Regions from separate parts of the Rattus norvegicus genome. Here region 1 is linked to region 2. The links are chromatin contacts, called in public Hi-C maps. All regions are on one chromosome and are shown on one strand. The core of a region is the stretch at or near the end of the contact, and the rest is flanking DNA. Distances in the headings are between cores, read along the strand shown. Region 1 holds the start of Nrp1 (neuropilin 1). Region 2 overlaps LOC103694361 (a long non-coding RNA gene).

Region 1 (7,313 bases), core at 855-3,354, 330 kb after region 2:
TATGCTATAGCTATGGCAGAAGCCCAAGAGACAACTGTTGCATGACTGCCGTTTCATAAACGTGTCATTGTAAGGGAATTGTCTCTTTTAAAAACTTTTAAATTGGGCTGGAGAGATGGCTCAGTGGTTAAGAGCACCGACTGCTCTTCCAGAGGTCCTGAGTTCAATTCCCAACAACCACGTGATGGCTTACAACCATCTGTAATGAGATCTGATGCCCTCTTCTGGTGTGTCTGAGGACAGCAACAATGTACTTACATATAAATAAATAAATCTTTAAAAAAAACTTAAATTATTTTAATTGTGTGTACATATGGCTGGGTATATGCATGGGAATGGAAGTGCCTGCAGGGTTTAGAAGAGGATATTGGATCCCTGGGAATTGTAGATATAGGTGGTCTTGAGTTACCTAGTATAGGCACTGGGAATTGATCTTGAAAGAGCAGAACCTTCCCTTCACCACAATGCCATTTCTTCTGACCCAAAGGGGTTTTTTTTTGTTTGTTTGTTTTGTTTTGTTTTTATGTTTTTTATTTTGAGAAGATAGTGCCTCAGGTAGCACAGACTGACCTCCAACTCACTCTAACCTCAGAATCCTGATCCTCTTGCCTCCTGTTCCAGAGTGCTGGGATCACGACTCCAGACCACTGCGTGTGGTTGTAAATTGTAGTTTCTTATTCTTTCCACAGTTCTCTCCTTCCATGTCAGATGTTGGTTAGCTCCCAAGAATTCTTTCGATTGTTTTTCTATAGCTGTAGATTGTGTTTTAAAAACAACGCAATGCGTCATCGTCATCTCGAATGCACTTGATTTGGTTTTGAGCTAACTGGGATCCCCGTGTTGTACCCATCCCCATTTGTGCCCTTCAGAAATAGGTGGCTCCAAAGGCCTTCTGGGAGCAATGACTCTCCTCTTATTTCTAACAAATTGATGTGGTTCGGTGAAAGGAGCAGGGTGTTTCCACCCAGCTAGTTCATACTGGCCATGCTCAAACAGGTTGCATCCTCAGCAGTCCCTGAGGTGGTACTGACCACAGACATCCTCTATCCAGCACGGTTAGGGCAGCAGATAGATAAATCACCTGAAGGTGGAAGCAGGCCCTGTCTCCTAGGCAGATCTGTGATATCAAGAGGAGGAATGTGTGCACGAGACCAAAATAAAATCAAACTAGGAATACTGCCAAATTCTTCCTCTGTCTCACACTTGCTCTCCTATAAAGCCAGTCTGTCTCCCTGGGTGGAGAGTTGCAGGTATCTTAAACGGCCTATCTCTTCTTGATGGAATCTTACGGCACAGGAAAAGGCTGTTAACCAGAATGGTTAGCAATATACCAATGGCATGAGCTGACAATTACTAATTAGGGCGGCTGGGTTCCATTTCGCAGCACCCACTGTGGAAAAAAAAGGAATCTAGGGAAGCCTCAGATAAGCCTAGTCCTGGAAAATCAGAGAGAGAGAGTTTTAAGTATGTCTCCCCTAAAGTACACAGAAGGCATGCCTTACCAGTTAGAGAAAAGCTGTCAAGAGAACTTAGGGACTGAGCCAGAAAAACAGGAGTCCTTCACTGGTACCCCAAGCTTCAAAGCCCTTTCTCCCCCTTGTCTCTGGGTTTGAGGAACTGGCTTTCACAGGGAGCACCAGCTGATCACTTAAGTGTCTCACCTGTACCCCTTAGCTCAATCCGACCCAGGGCAGATTGATTAAATAACAGCTTCACCTGGGCGAGCGAGCCGGGCATTGGGATTCCTCTTCCGAAAAAGACAAGGATCTGGATCTCCACAGTTTTGGCCTGATTTCCCTTTTATGTCGACTCGCCAAGTCCTCCGAGACACCGGTCTCTTGGACTCCAGGGCTAAGGTGGCTCCGGGTCACCCTGAGTCTGAGGCTTGCCCAGCACAGTTGGAATTGGCAAGGATGCGCCCGATGCCTGGCGTAGGGAGGTAGGGACACGCGCTCCCTGTGGCAGATTGCCAGCTCCCCTCCACCCCCAGCTTCCCCACCCCGCCACCACTCTTGTTCCTCCCACCTCAGCTTTGCCCTGGGCGCGGCTATCGCCTAGACCTTGCCTGCAGAGGGCCAACGGCCTCGCGACTGCCCCTTCCGCTCGACTCAGGCGTTTGACTCCCAGCCTTCTGGCACGCCCAACCCACCCGGTCTTCCATAAGGGTCAGAGAACCAAAGAGGTAGCTAGTGGCGACTAACGGAGGCGCTCCAGGGCTGGCTCTCTACACAAGGGGGTGGCTTTGCGGTGGGGCAGGGAGGGAGAGGCTGCGTTGGAGGCGGGCTCGGTAACCAGGGCCGAAAAGAAGGCTGGACTCTGGAGCCAGTGGGTCCTGCGCCGGAGCCCAGGCTGGAGATCCGCGCAATGCACAAGCTTCAGTTCAGCGCCCAGTCCAGACACCCAACGCAGATTCCTGGCCTGGGGCACCAGTGTCCCCGGGTGTCCTTTCTCCCTGACTGACCCTAATTTTTCAGCCAAAACCTTTGACCAGAGTCTCCTTGCCAGCAATCCTAAATCTTTGCCAGCCCTTGCACCAGGTAGGAGTTAGTCTCTGTGGTGGTAGTGTGTCTATAAATGCCACCTCCCAGAAGGCGTATGACCTTTTCACCTTATCCACCAGCTCTTTCCGAGGGCATAGAGTCTCTTATACTCGTACTTGATCAGAGGCCTCAACCAGTTTAAGTCCCTGGGTGTCCTTGCTATTCATAAGCCAAACACCACCTGCTGCAGTTCTCGGAATGCCCTGGAGGATGGAACCGGACGACGTGGGGGAGGGGAAGCACTGGGCAGACGCGGGGGACTGGGACGCACCTCTTCTGTGGGTGGCGGGTGAGGCTGGAGGACCAGTAGACACAATTGCCTGTAATCTAAACCTGGCACTACGAGACCCTTGCAAAGATCATCCTGTCACCCTCATGAGGGGTCCTTGCCAGTCTTGTCCTTCCTTCAGGGTGCACAGAAATGGGCCCCTCCACCCTTAGAACCTTGGACCCCTGATTCAGATTCTTGGAGTTCTACGTGGCTGCTCTGTGTCTGTTGGCGGCTGCCCCCTAGCTGAAAGGCGCGCCACCATCCATCCTCCTGGCTCATGTAACCCCAAAGGAGAGGGCACCAAATCTCGGGGAACAATGCAGCCTGCAGCGTCAGGGGTGGAGATGGGGGGTCGGGTACCCAGCCTCGCCTTTATGCACGGCGAGGTGGTCTTGTTCGGCTGCAGCCAGGCTCCGTGCTCCAAGAAGGTCTGCCTATGTTTTACGTGGCAGAGGCACGGTCGCAGTTCTCTAGTAGCGCGTCTCCCAGAACAGCCTTCTTCTTCTGGTCAACAGTCTTACTCGCAGCATTCTGGAGTGCCTGGCTGCTTCCCGCCCCAAACCTCAGGCTGGCACCCAGGAAGTGAAAGCAAGGACTGACGCGTGATCCACACCACCTGGGGCGCGGGTGACTAGGGATTTGGAGTTCCTTGAAGTAGCAGCTAACCCCGGGCTCTCAGAACTCCTGGGCTCCGGGATCCTCAGCCTAGCTCAGTCCTGGGGTGCAGAGATCTCGCCAAGGTAGACTAGCTGATCACTGGGGCTGGTACCACTAGCATTGCCCCTCCTGACACACACGTGTCCTTGCGCTATGGGCACAGACTACTGGCTCCCCAATGACCTTCTTCCCGCGGAGAGCACAGCAGGGTGCCCGGAGGTGGGGTGGAGGGGGGAGCCCAAAGGACCGAAGGAGAAAGCGTGCAGAGAGAAACTTGTGTCTCCGAATCTCCAGCCAGGCAATCACTGGCAGAGCTGTGCGGGGAGGGGGCGGGAGGAAGCGAGGGAAGGGATCTGGGAGGGAGGGGGAGGTCGGAGAGAGAGGCGGGTGCCAGTGGAGAAAGTCCTCGCTCTCCCGCTCATCTTTTCATTGCTCTCTCTCCTTCCCGCAGACAACCCGGACCTCCTCTGGGCGCCAGCTCCTCGGCTCCAACCCGTCCAGAATCAAGCGGGATTTTTTTTTTCTTTCCCTCTAGAAATTGGCTTTGGTGTGTCGCCCGCCCTCTCCCCTCCTCCTCGCAACTCCTCCCCTCTTTTTTTCCTCCTTCTTCTTCTTCCTGAGACATGGCCCGGGCAGTGGCTCCTGGAAGAGGAACAAGTGTGGGAAAAGGGAGAGGAAATCGGAGCTAAATGACAGGATGCAGGCGACTTGAGACACAAAAAGAGACGCGCTTCTCGCGAATTCAGGCATTGCCTCGCCGCTAGCCTTCCCCGCCAAGACCGGCTGAGGATTTTATGGTTCTTAAGCGGACTTAAGAGCGTTGTTTCGGATTGTTAAGATTCCCGTTTGCTGGGTTTTCCTCCCTCAATCGTGCTCTCCCGCGGCTGCCTGGGGACTGGCTCGGCGAAGGAGGATGGAGAGGGGGCTGCCGTTGCTGTGCGCCACGCTCGCCCTTGCCCTCGCCCTGGCGGGCGCTTTCCGCAGCGGTAAGTGACAGCCGGAGGCGGGAGCGACCGGAGTGCCCGGGGCTGCCGGGTTCCCTCGGGCGAGGGGGTTCCAGCCCCAGCCACGGGACGCGCGCACGACTGCCGGACGCAGGAAACTTGCCTGTGCAAGGAACAGAGAAGTCAGGGTGTCTGGGGCAGGAGGACCACAAGCCCTCCGCCCCCTGCTCCAGTTGGTTGCTGGCTTCTCTTGCCTCTGTTTCGAGGCAGAGCTGCCTACCTTCCCAGATCAGCACACCAATTATCTTAATAATGTTTCCTCCCAGAGGCAATTAAATGAGACTCCCTTTCAAAAATCTGATGGCTGCTGAGAGTTAATGAACACTTCATCGGGAGGACTTCCTGGTTCTCCTCGAAACATCCCTGCTCAGTTTCCTCTGGTGGGCCACACCAAGAGATAGCGGTCAGTCTTGGCGCTAGAACTCTCTCTGCCGCCTTTGTAAACCGTCTGTGATCAGTCTGAAGTATGAATGAAAGTCGCACTGTCAATAAAGGCTTTGGATCTATTCAGTGCGAGGCACCAGCGTATCTGAGAATCCGTAACCCCTGTTGCAGTCTCCAGTTGGCTTTTAAAACCACTCACTGTTAAGTAAATGAAAGGCAATCCTGGGTATAAACAGTACCCTGGAACCTAAAGAGTGTGTTTAAAATGGGATCTGGTACGAATGTGTTCCGCGTCTCCTGGAAAGGTGCTGAAGGCTAGGCAAGGGCTGATCGGAACAGTAGATCTTTAGCTTTATATATTAACTAATAGCTAAATGTTTACTTTGTCTGGCTTAGATTTCGATCAAAGTAATTAGGAAAAAAGTGCACCTACTACTTATTGTGGTATATTGTTTTAATAAGAGCCGAGCGGAGGGGCTCTACCAGGAAGAATTTAAATCACTCTTTTATGATAGAAGTTAATCTCCTTAATGTGTTTTCCCTGGTTTTTTTTTTTTTTTTTTTTTTTTGTGATTTCAACTATAGATCTCCCCCAACAGGTACCAAGCAGTGTTCTCAAAAGATATGCAAATATTTTTGTGAACACGGCTGGAATTCAATTTATTAATGAATTCGAGTTGGCGGCATCTTCCTATATACTCTGGAAGGGAAGCCAAATACTCAAAAAAATCATGAATGTGGAGTTCAATTTGTTAATGAACCTGAGTTGGTGGAGTGCTTCTGTAGTCTGGCAGGGGTTGAAATGTCTATTTCCTCTAAGCAAAAGAACTCAAATGCTTAGACCTCAAATGGTTAGCCTTCATAATGCCTAAGGACGGAGTGGTGGTCCTCAACTTTCCTAAGGCTGCAATCCTTTAATATAGTTCTTCATGTTGTGGTGACTCCCCAAACATAAAATTATTTTTGTTGCTACTTCATAACTGTAGTTTTGCTACTGTTATGAATTGTCATGTAAATGTTTTTGGAGAAAGAGTTCTCTCAAAGGGGTAGCAACTCACAGATTGAGAACAACACTGGGTTAGAGCCATGTTGGGGTACCCAGAAGATGGTCGTGATAGCCAAGGTGAAGAGTATTAAGACTTGTGTAGTTCTGACAGCACACACCACACACACACACACACACACACACACACACACACACACTTTTTAATTTTCTTAGCAGAAATGTGGGGAATGCTGGGAATCTGGACTCCACTCAACTGAAACCCTATTGCTATGCTTGAGGTGACCAGGGCCAACACATGCCTCAGTAAGCCTGTAGTCCTCTTAAAACCATATCCACCTCCTCCCAGTAAGTGTCTACTAAATTAATTCATTAACCTTATTTAGGACTAATGGTCCACAGTCATTAGGAATCGCTCTCTCCTAATCAAGTGTTAGAGAGACTGAACAGAATGTGGGAGTCCAGCAGTCCACATTATCTTATTACACTGTCACTTTCTCAGAAGTCACAGATTAAAGTGCTCTGGTGTGGTACCAACCCCACCTCACTGTCTTCTGAAGTGACTATCTGTCGACTGTTTTATTTCACTCTCCTAACAGATGCCATGGTGGCTACACAGAACTGGAGTGACTTAATGAGCTGGGGGGGGGGGGTGTCATTCTCCAAGATTTCTGTACAAAATAAAATAATGCCAGAGCCTCCGCAGAATCACACCACCGAGCTGGCTAACATCATTAGCTGCGATTCTGAACATTGGTTGCAGCATCAGTTCTTCCTGAAGACCTAAAGCTTTTAAAAAGCCAATGGGAAGAGAATGTGTAGGACCAACCCCCTCCAATCTAAGAAACAGCCAGAAACATCTAGCAATTGGAGAAAACAACATAATTTATATTGTCTTCTTTTTAATTTATGGGAAATGACTTCTGTAATGCATGTAGCTTTATGCATTTTTGATATGCACTTCATCTTTCATTTCCATTTGACCTGGTTTTCCTGTAATAAAATTCCGTAGATTTATAAATTCATGCTGAGAGCAAAGAATGCCATTCTCTTTCCACAGGGAATCTATTAGATGTAATATTAAAATCTATATATACCATTACTGGATGTTTGTGATTGATAGGCTTATATATTTCAGTGTTTCGTACCTGTACTTCTTACATAGTTTATGCACCAAATTTTTATTGCCTAAAATTAAGCATCAATAAATGGGGTGGCATTTGCAGGCTGTGGCTCTCCTGTGTGAGACCCATAGAGAGTGACAGTAGCGAGCTATGCTGAATTGTAAACCAGCCCAGAGTCTGGTTTATTTAGCTATTAGAGAATCACTTCCGCATTTGAGTTCTTGTCGTGGTGTGGTAGTGGTTTATTTTCCAGTAAAGCCTAAAAACTAGAGAGCCTCTTCTTCCCGGGATGTGAAAATGTAGCTCACCATCTGTGATACCTAGACCTCA
Region 2 (7,380 bases), core at 3,744-6,243:
TCATTAGAAGTGGAAAATGTGTGCCTCACAAAGATAAAAGACCATTCACATCCACATGCTGCTGAGTATGTGCTTCTACTGAAGGTAGGAAAGAAACTATGACTACATCCTTCAGGGTCTCTACGGAAGCCTTCCAGTGTCACAAAGAGGTTAGATGTTATGAAATTATGATCTTATAACTTGAAAAGGTGCCTCAAATGTAAAGTAGAACCTTTGGTTGCTATATATCTCAAAGGTCATATGACAAATGGATGCAATTTCCAAATGTCCCAGGAGGTGTGGGTAGCATTACCTCAAGCTTTAGTTGTTTGGGGGAAAGGTCCATGATGTCAGTTGAGTAGCAGAGAGCACTGGCAAGACCTTGGATGGTGTTCCATTTTGAAATATCATAGATGCTATTTGGGGCCACATGGGTTGCATTTTTTTCTGCTGTGTAGGAATTATCACTTTCTGTGTGGGCAAATACATCCGATGATCCCTTCTTACTTCCTTGTAAAGTCTACCCAGAACTTGTTTTCTATGATGACAAGATACATCCCAAATTACTCCAAAGATGTTATTGATTTTCCTACAAATAATAAGGCCAGCCACAGGGGGATCATAAAACTTCAAGTTGTTGCCTTGGTGAATGTTACCATATAATGTCAGTAGCTTTGGTTTTTATTTAATTTTGTGATTAAAGTTTTTATTGATTTCCCTGTAGGGTTGAATATATCAATACTTTCGGTTTCAAAGGAGCATTCAGTAACAAGAAAACACAAAAAAGATTCAACCAGAGAAAACTAGAGCTTAATTTTAAAGTTTAGGAAGCTGCCACCGTGAATCCCCAGGTGTACCTTTGGAATAGGCCTTGGATGTGGCCCCAGCTTTGCAAAGTGAGCTGATCTCTCAGGCAGCAGCTGGTGCATAAGCCAGTGGAGCTTTGTGAGGAGATGCCGAGTTAGGATTTGCTGGACATAACAGTATCAGCCAACAACCAAAAAGGGTCATATTTCATGTCACCATCAGTCAGTCATGCAAGCTTCTTTCTCTTCCTCAGAAAAGAGGTTTCCATGGGTTTCCTGTCAGTGGAGAGCATACCCTCCTTTGTAGAGTCTGCATATACAGTAAGACTATTCTTTTTAGAGATAACCCACCAAGGACTCAGAATAGGATCCTCTGTGATCTATCAGTGTCTAGAGGCACAAAGGCAGGAGACACAGGTCCCCACTGCCACCTGTAGCAGTTTTAGGGATTCCATTAATCTTTTAAGGACTGTGCTGCATAGTTTTTGTCACCTTGACACAAACTGAAACCATCTGAAATCTCAAAGTAAGAAAAATCTTCCATAAAATTGGCATGCAGGATTGCCAGGCCAGTTGGTGGTGGCACATACCTTTGATCCCATGGCTTGGTAGGCAGAGTCAGTTGGATCTCTATGAGATTGGGGCAAGCCTGGTCTATGGAGCAAATTCCAGGATAGCTAGAGCTACATAAAGAAACCCTGTCTCGAAAAACAGAACAAAAACAAAAACAAAAACAAAGAGAGATCAGGCTATCTGCCCATAAGCTTGTAGAGCATTTTTAAAACTAGTGTTGAAGGGGGAGGTCCACCCCATTAACGGTGGGCTGACCTTCCTGAATTCTTTAAGAAGGTGAGGTAAGCAGGCCATGGAGAGCAAGCCAGTATGCAGCACCCCTCCATGGTTTCTCTATCAGCTCCTGCCTCCAGATTCCTGCCCTATGTGAGTTCCTGCCCTCACTTTTGCTTTCGATGATAAACTGCTATATAGAAATGTGAGCTAAATGAACCCTATCCTTCCCAAGTTGCTTTTGGTTATGGTGTTCTAGCATATCAATAGTAACTCTAAGACAGGGACTTCAACTAAAGCTAAATTAGGATTTGTAGCTTTAATACTGCAAAGAATCTCAAGATTAGCCAGTGTAAAGCAGAGTTGGCATTCAATCAAGATATTTTAGTTTAGACGTAAAACAAAGGTTGCGAGAAAAACACTCAGAAGGAAAGACAGGACACATCCAAAAGCATGGGTGTAGGCTCGTCATATACACCATTTTGGTGTTTGGATCTATCTCCTGGGGGGTGGGTTCTAAGGAACCTAAGTGAGACGGCAGTGTAGCTCCAAGTAGCACCAGACTGTGTTAAAATTGATAAGGAAAACTCTAGATCATAGAGGTGCAGGAAGTTTAGTGTGGGAGCAGGAGTTAGACAGACTCCTTGATAAGCAAATAGACAGGGAGGGGCCTCATGACTAGGTAACAAAGACGGTGAACTTCCAAAATGACTGCTTTCTTCCTCATCCTCCACAGTCCTTGCAGGCTATTTCTCCTGCCAGTAGGGTCCCTGATGATTGCAGTTCAGTGTTTCACCTCGCTGCTGGCTGGAGTGTGTGAACACCTCTGGGGAAGAGGAAACGCAAGGGTGCTATTCTACATTCCTTTCTCTCTACCATGGTGGTACTGGGCTCCTGGAATGCCAATACCTGCTCAGGGGAGGTGGAAGGCAGCCTAAGATAGGAGTCTCTGCACAGGTGAGAAAGAGTGCAGGCTGAGGCCAAGGCTGGGGTATCCAAGCTCCGGTGTTGCTTGAACCATGAGGAGTTAGAACGGCCCCTGTACGCCAGCGATGAGCGCGGGGCGGGTTGCCATGGTGGTGACTCCAGCTTAGCTCGGGGATGAGTGCCCGAGGGACCTTCTATGGGAGACTTAGACAGTGGGGCTCAGGCTTCTCCCCATGGCAGTTCTTGATGAGAGAGACAGTCCATCGCTTCTCGGCCTTTTGGCTAAGATCAAGTGTGGAGAGACAGTCCTTGATTGTTTAAACTGTTTATTCATGATGAAAATAGTGTGTACAATTTACTCAGGGAGGACCAGAGATTAAATATCTTTTGTAGGAAGGAATGTCTAGGAAGGGAAGCTTATTGGCTAAACTCTCAGGGCAGCCCATCTAGATACCTCATTAGCACGGAGAACTCTGGGCTCTATGCTACATGACTAGTTGTCATGGTCCTCATGTTGGATGTTGTGAATGAAATTTGAACGACTACCATTCTCTCTCTCTTTTTTTTTTCTTTTTCTTTTTTTTTTTTTTTTTTTTTTTTTTCTGGAGCTGGGGACCGAACCCAGGGCCTTGCACTCGCTAGGCAAGCGCTCTACCGCTGAGCTAAATCCCCAACCCCTACCATTCTCAATTATGAAAATTGCCGGGGTTTCTTAATCTGCCTGACCTTCCCGGTCTTTTGTCTGGTGACACAGTTCTACTTTTTTTCCAACAGATGATGAACTGGATTAGCAAGTTAAAGGTCAGATCTGTATGCATTTACAGAACTGTTGTGGACTAATCAACCATCCTGTCCTCCTTTAAACTGACCAACCCTAAATTAGGGAAGAAAACTCTTCAGAGACTTAAAAACTCCCAGTTCTCAAGGAGAGAAGACGGGCTTTGGCTTCCTGAGCCTCCCGTTACTTCTTGAAGAGTCTCTCTCTCTCTCTCTCTCTCTCTCTCTCTCTCTCTCTCTCTCTCTCTCTGTGTGTGTGTGTGTGTGCGCGCTGGGTGTATCTTCTGTGGGTGTGTCTTCTGTGGGTGTGTCTTCTGTGGGTGTATCTTCTGTGGGTGTATCTTCTGTGGGTGTGTCTGCTGCATGTGTGTGTTTCCTCACTCCTGATGAAAGCCTTTCCTCAGCTGCTGACTCTGTGTGCTCCTGTTTGCTGTGCTCCATGATTTCCCTGACTGTAACCCTGTTGTGCTCAAGATTTTTCTCACCTTTAATTTTTTAGCAGGATTCTTTACCAGAGAGAAGGAACCCTGATAAAGACCCCTAGATGGAACAGTAGGACATCTTTACCTTAGACAAAGTCAACATTCTTGTTTGAGATTCCCAGGAAATTACTGGGGATACAATGGGAGACCTTGAGTACCCTGCAGCTAGGGACAGAGTCAGGAAAAAAGTTAGCTGATGGATCATCAATAAAAACAATACAGAAAGGAATTTCATCCCTTCCTGCTCCCTCTGCTGCTTCACCCTACCCAGAGAAAAGCAAAGAGTAAGGAAACCTCAATTAAAATCAAAGAAAAAGGAGGAGACATGTGCTTGATCCACCATCTCAGAAATTAAAGCTAGTCTTAGGTTCTCATTCCATCTTCCAGACAGTTCAGCCGAACATCAGTGTTACCAGAAAAGTGGTCACTGGACCAAAAATACATTCTACCCAAGGACACAAGATCAGGGTCAATCTCATAGGAACTGTGTTGGGGTCTGGTGTCACAAGAGAGGTGTAAAGACAAGCCACATTGACAAAGAAAAGGACAAAAGAAAATGCCCTCTCCCAACTTTTGTGTGCATCCATATTTGTGTATGCACATGGCAGGATAAGAACAGACAGATGTGGAGGATCCAGAAGACGCCTCAGATGATGTTCCACCATGTTTCTTGTTTGTTTGTTTGTTTGTTTGTTTGTTTGTTTGAGACAGAGTCTTTGTGGAAAACTCTGATTGGACTAGACTGACTGGCCTAGGAGTGCCAAGGATCTTCTTGTCTCTCTCTAGTGCTGGGATCACAAGCACACACTACCACATCCAGCGTTTTACTCACACTTGGTTGCTATGGATTGAACTCAACTCTTGTCTGCAGAGTAAGCACTTTACTGTCCCCCCACCCTTCTGTAGTATCTTGGATTAAAGTTCTCCCTAACTAACTTTCCTGGGTTAAAATATCATAGTTTTAATAACAAAACATTAAAATGATAGGGTTAATGTCTAAGACGACTATGACCCATAAACCAGCACGCTTGCTGGGTTAACTAATCCTATTCCCCCACCTCACTGCAAAGAGCTGACCCTGGAGGTGAGCTGCTGGCTCTCTAGGGATCTCAGCTGCTTACAGTCAGGAGAAAGTGGCTAAAAGGAGCAGAAGAAAGGACTAAAGAATGTGGAGTGCTTACCAGGGAAGACTGGATGGACTACCCAAGGGGAGGAGGGCTGGTCCTGTTTTTGTAGCCAATGTGAGAGACCCGGACTCCCCCACCCCCACACTGATATCCTAAGAATAGGCCAAAAGAAAAGGGCATGAAATGGTGTTGCTGGGACAAGTGCCAAGACAAAGAGATATTCAGATTTCTGGGGACAAAGGCCATGTGAAAGGAATTTTCCTTTCAGCACTCAGAGACAGAGACACATGCTGTACACACACAGACACACAGACATGCACAGAGACACACACACAGACACACACACACACACAGAGAGAGAGAGAGAGAGAGAGAGAGAGAGAGAGAGAGAGAGAGAGAGCGCATTATGAGTCTGGCAGAATGAAATGAATTAGCTGCACTGCATCAACTTCAAATTAAAATAATTTCAAATGTAGCAAAAGAGAATGTGGCAGTGGGCCACCGTCTCAAACAGAGCACATGGACAAGGCTTGGGAACGAGAAGCAGAGCCATTCCAAGTGAACCCAGAACACAGAGTGGGACTGGAAGAGCCAGGCCAGGCTGCAAGCAGCTGGGAGCTAAATGTTTCCTCCTGGGCCTCAGAGAAGGGAGGGTCGTGGGGATTGGAGAGGAGTGGAAGCCAAACCATCCACAGGGCTGGGGTAGGGCCAGATGGCCACCTACCAGAGGCTTTGGTTCTTGTGACAGGGGTCACTGGGCAGGAGGGGCCTGAGATCTTGATGCAGGGTAAAAGATCCAGAGGAAGAGCCGAACCCGGGCTGAGAGCCTCTGCAGCTTCCAGGGGTCTGCACCCTGGATGCCAAAGCTCTCTGGACAGGAAATGAGTGAGACTCCATTAGATTCCAGAGGAAACCTCAGACTCTGGCAACAATAGCAAGAAAGAAGGCTGGGCACATCAGAGTTTGCTTAGTGTGGATCTGTAAAGGTCAGGGTTAAATGTTTGCGAAAGTTCTCCAGCAGGGCTGCAGACATAGACCTTTGGGGACAGAGGGGAGGAATTGCCTCACACACAGCCCAGGGACCCAAGATGACTTAGGTCTGTAAGACCCTTGCTGAACAGAAGGACCTATGACCCTCCAACCTCAGAAGAAAAAGGAAGTCCTCGGTATTGTATTATGATCAGGGACAGTTTTCACAGTGAGGCAGAGAAGGACCAGGGTTTAAGGCCAGAACTGAGGAGATAAAACACTTGTTAAGAAAGCATGAGGACCTAGTATCCACATTAAATAAAAATAAAAGGAGGAGTAGGAGGAAGAGGAGGAGGATGAGGAGGAGGAGGAAGAGGGAGAGGAAGAGGAGGAGGAGGAAGAAGAAGATAAGGATATCTTATATAAGGATAGAGGCCAGCATTTTCATAATCCCAGCACTGGGAAAGGATTCTTGGGGCTCTTCTTTGTCTGTGAGGATATTTCCAGAGAGGTCCAGAGGAGGGAAAATGTCTGGTCTAGCCAATTGTAAAGCTCTAGGATTATTGAGAGACTCTATCTCAAAATAGAGATAGAGATAGAGATAGAGATAGAGATAGAGATAGAGATAGAGATAGAGATAGAGGGGGGGGGGTCAAAGAGCTGAAGCAATGTTTCAGCTGTCAAGAGAGCTTTCTGCTCTTGCAGAGAACCTGCTTTTACTAGCACCCACATCAGGTGGCTCACAACCACCTGTAACACTAGTTCCAGGGGATCCAAACCCCATTCTGGTCTCTAAGGATACCTATATACATCATGTGTTTCACATACAGACTTGCAGGCACACACATACACATAAGATAAAAATTAAACAATAAAACGGAGAGTACTTAAGAACTTTACCTGATGTTGACCTCTGGTCTTTACATATGTGCACACACAGGTACACAGACACATTCATATGGGAATATACATACATGGACACATACACACACACACACACACACACACACACACACACCCCAAAATGATTTTTCAAAACAAAGTTCGAGGCTAGCCTGGGCTACACAGTGATAGCCTATTTCAGAAACTGAATTAAATGAATGAATGAATGAATGAATGAATGAAGAATAAATGTAGGATGTTAATTTGATTGCAAGGTTAACTCATCATCTTATTTTAATTTTTTTAAAAAAATCTACTTAAAAATACATTCACAGCACTTGGCATCTTACTCACATTTGGTAATTGCTCAATAAATGGCAGATTTTCCATATCACTGTGAGTCCAGCCTGCCCTTCACAGGCTTGCGTTCCCTTCTGTGGAACCAATCAAGCGAGGCTGAGAATATTTGAAGAAACAATTGTGTCTGTCCTGAATTATATCCTTTTGCTGATTGCATAAGCAGCACAGCAGTATGGAAACAAGGCATGCATGCTAAATTGGCTGCTCTAGTCACTTTGAGATTTAAATACATAGAAGATGTGCAGAGGTTACACGCTGCTTTAGTGAGCTTCTCTGCGTCTGGGA

What was found. Hi-C and Micro-C count contacts between places; a contact is called where the count stands out from the background.
Region 1: a Hi-C map of liver shows a contact between it and region 2, with 3 times the contacts expected there. The contact joins the promoter of Nrp1 here to the enhancer-like site in region 2. A contact is called at or near these places in 5 of 12 Hi-C or Micro-C datasets (Schwann cells, hepatocytes, kidney and 1 more).

The regions. Positions count from the first base shown.
Region 1 is chr19:73,254,453-73,261,765 of GRCr8, forward strand. It overlaps Nrp1 (neuropilin 1), which reads left to right and starts at 2,105. Exons shown (of 18, transcript NM_145098.2): 1 at 2,105-2,182; 2 at 3,920-4,454. The coding sequence starts at 4,382.
Region 2 is chr19:72,923,413-72,930,792 of GRCr8, forward strand. The region is part of intron 3 of LOC103694361 (a long non-coding RNA gene); the gene reads left to right. Among named protein-coding and RNA genes, the nearest start is that of Nrp1, 330 kb to the right of the region's middle. Within about 2 kb of position 4,994, at least 16 of the 93 cell types and tissues checked have an H3K27ac peak or open chromatin away from gene starts, as enhancers often do. A contact at or near this core is called in liver, where this site is marked.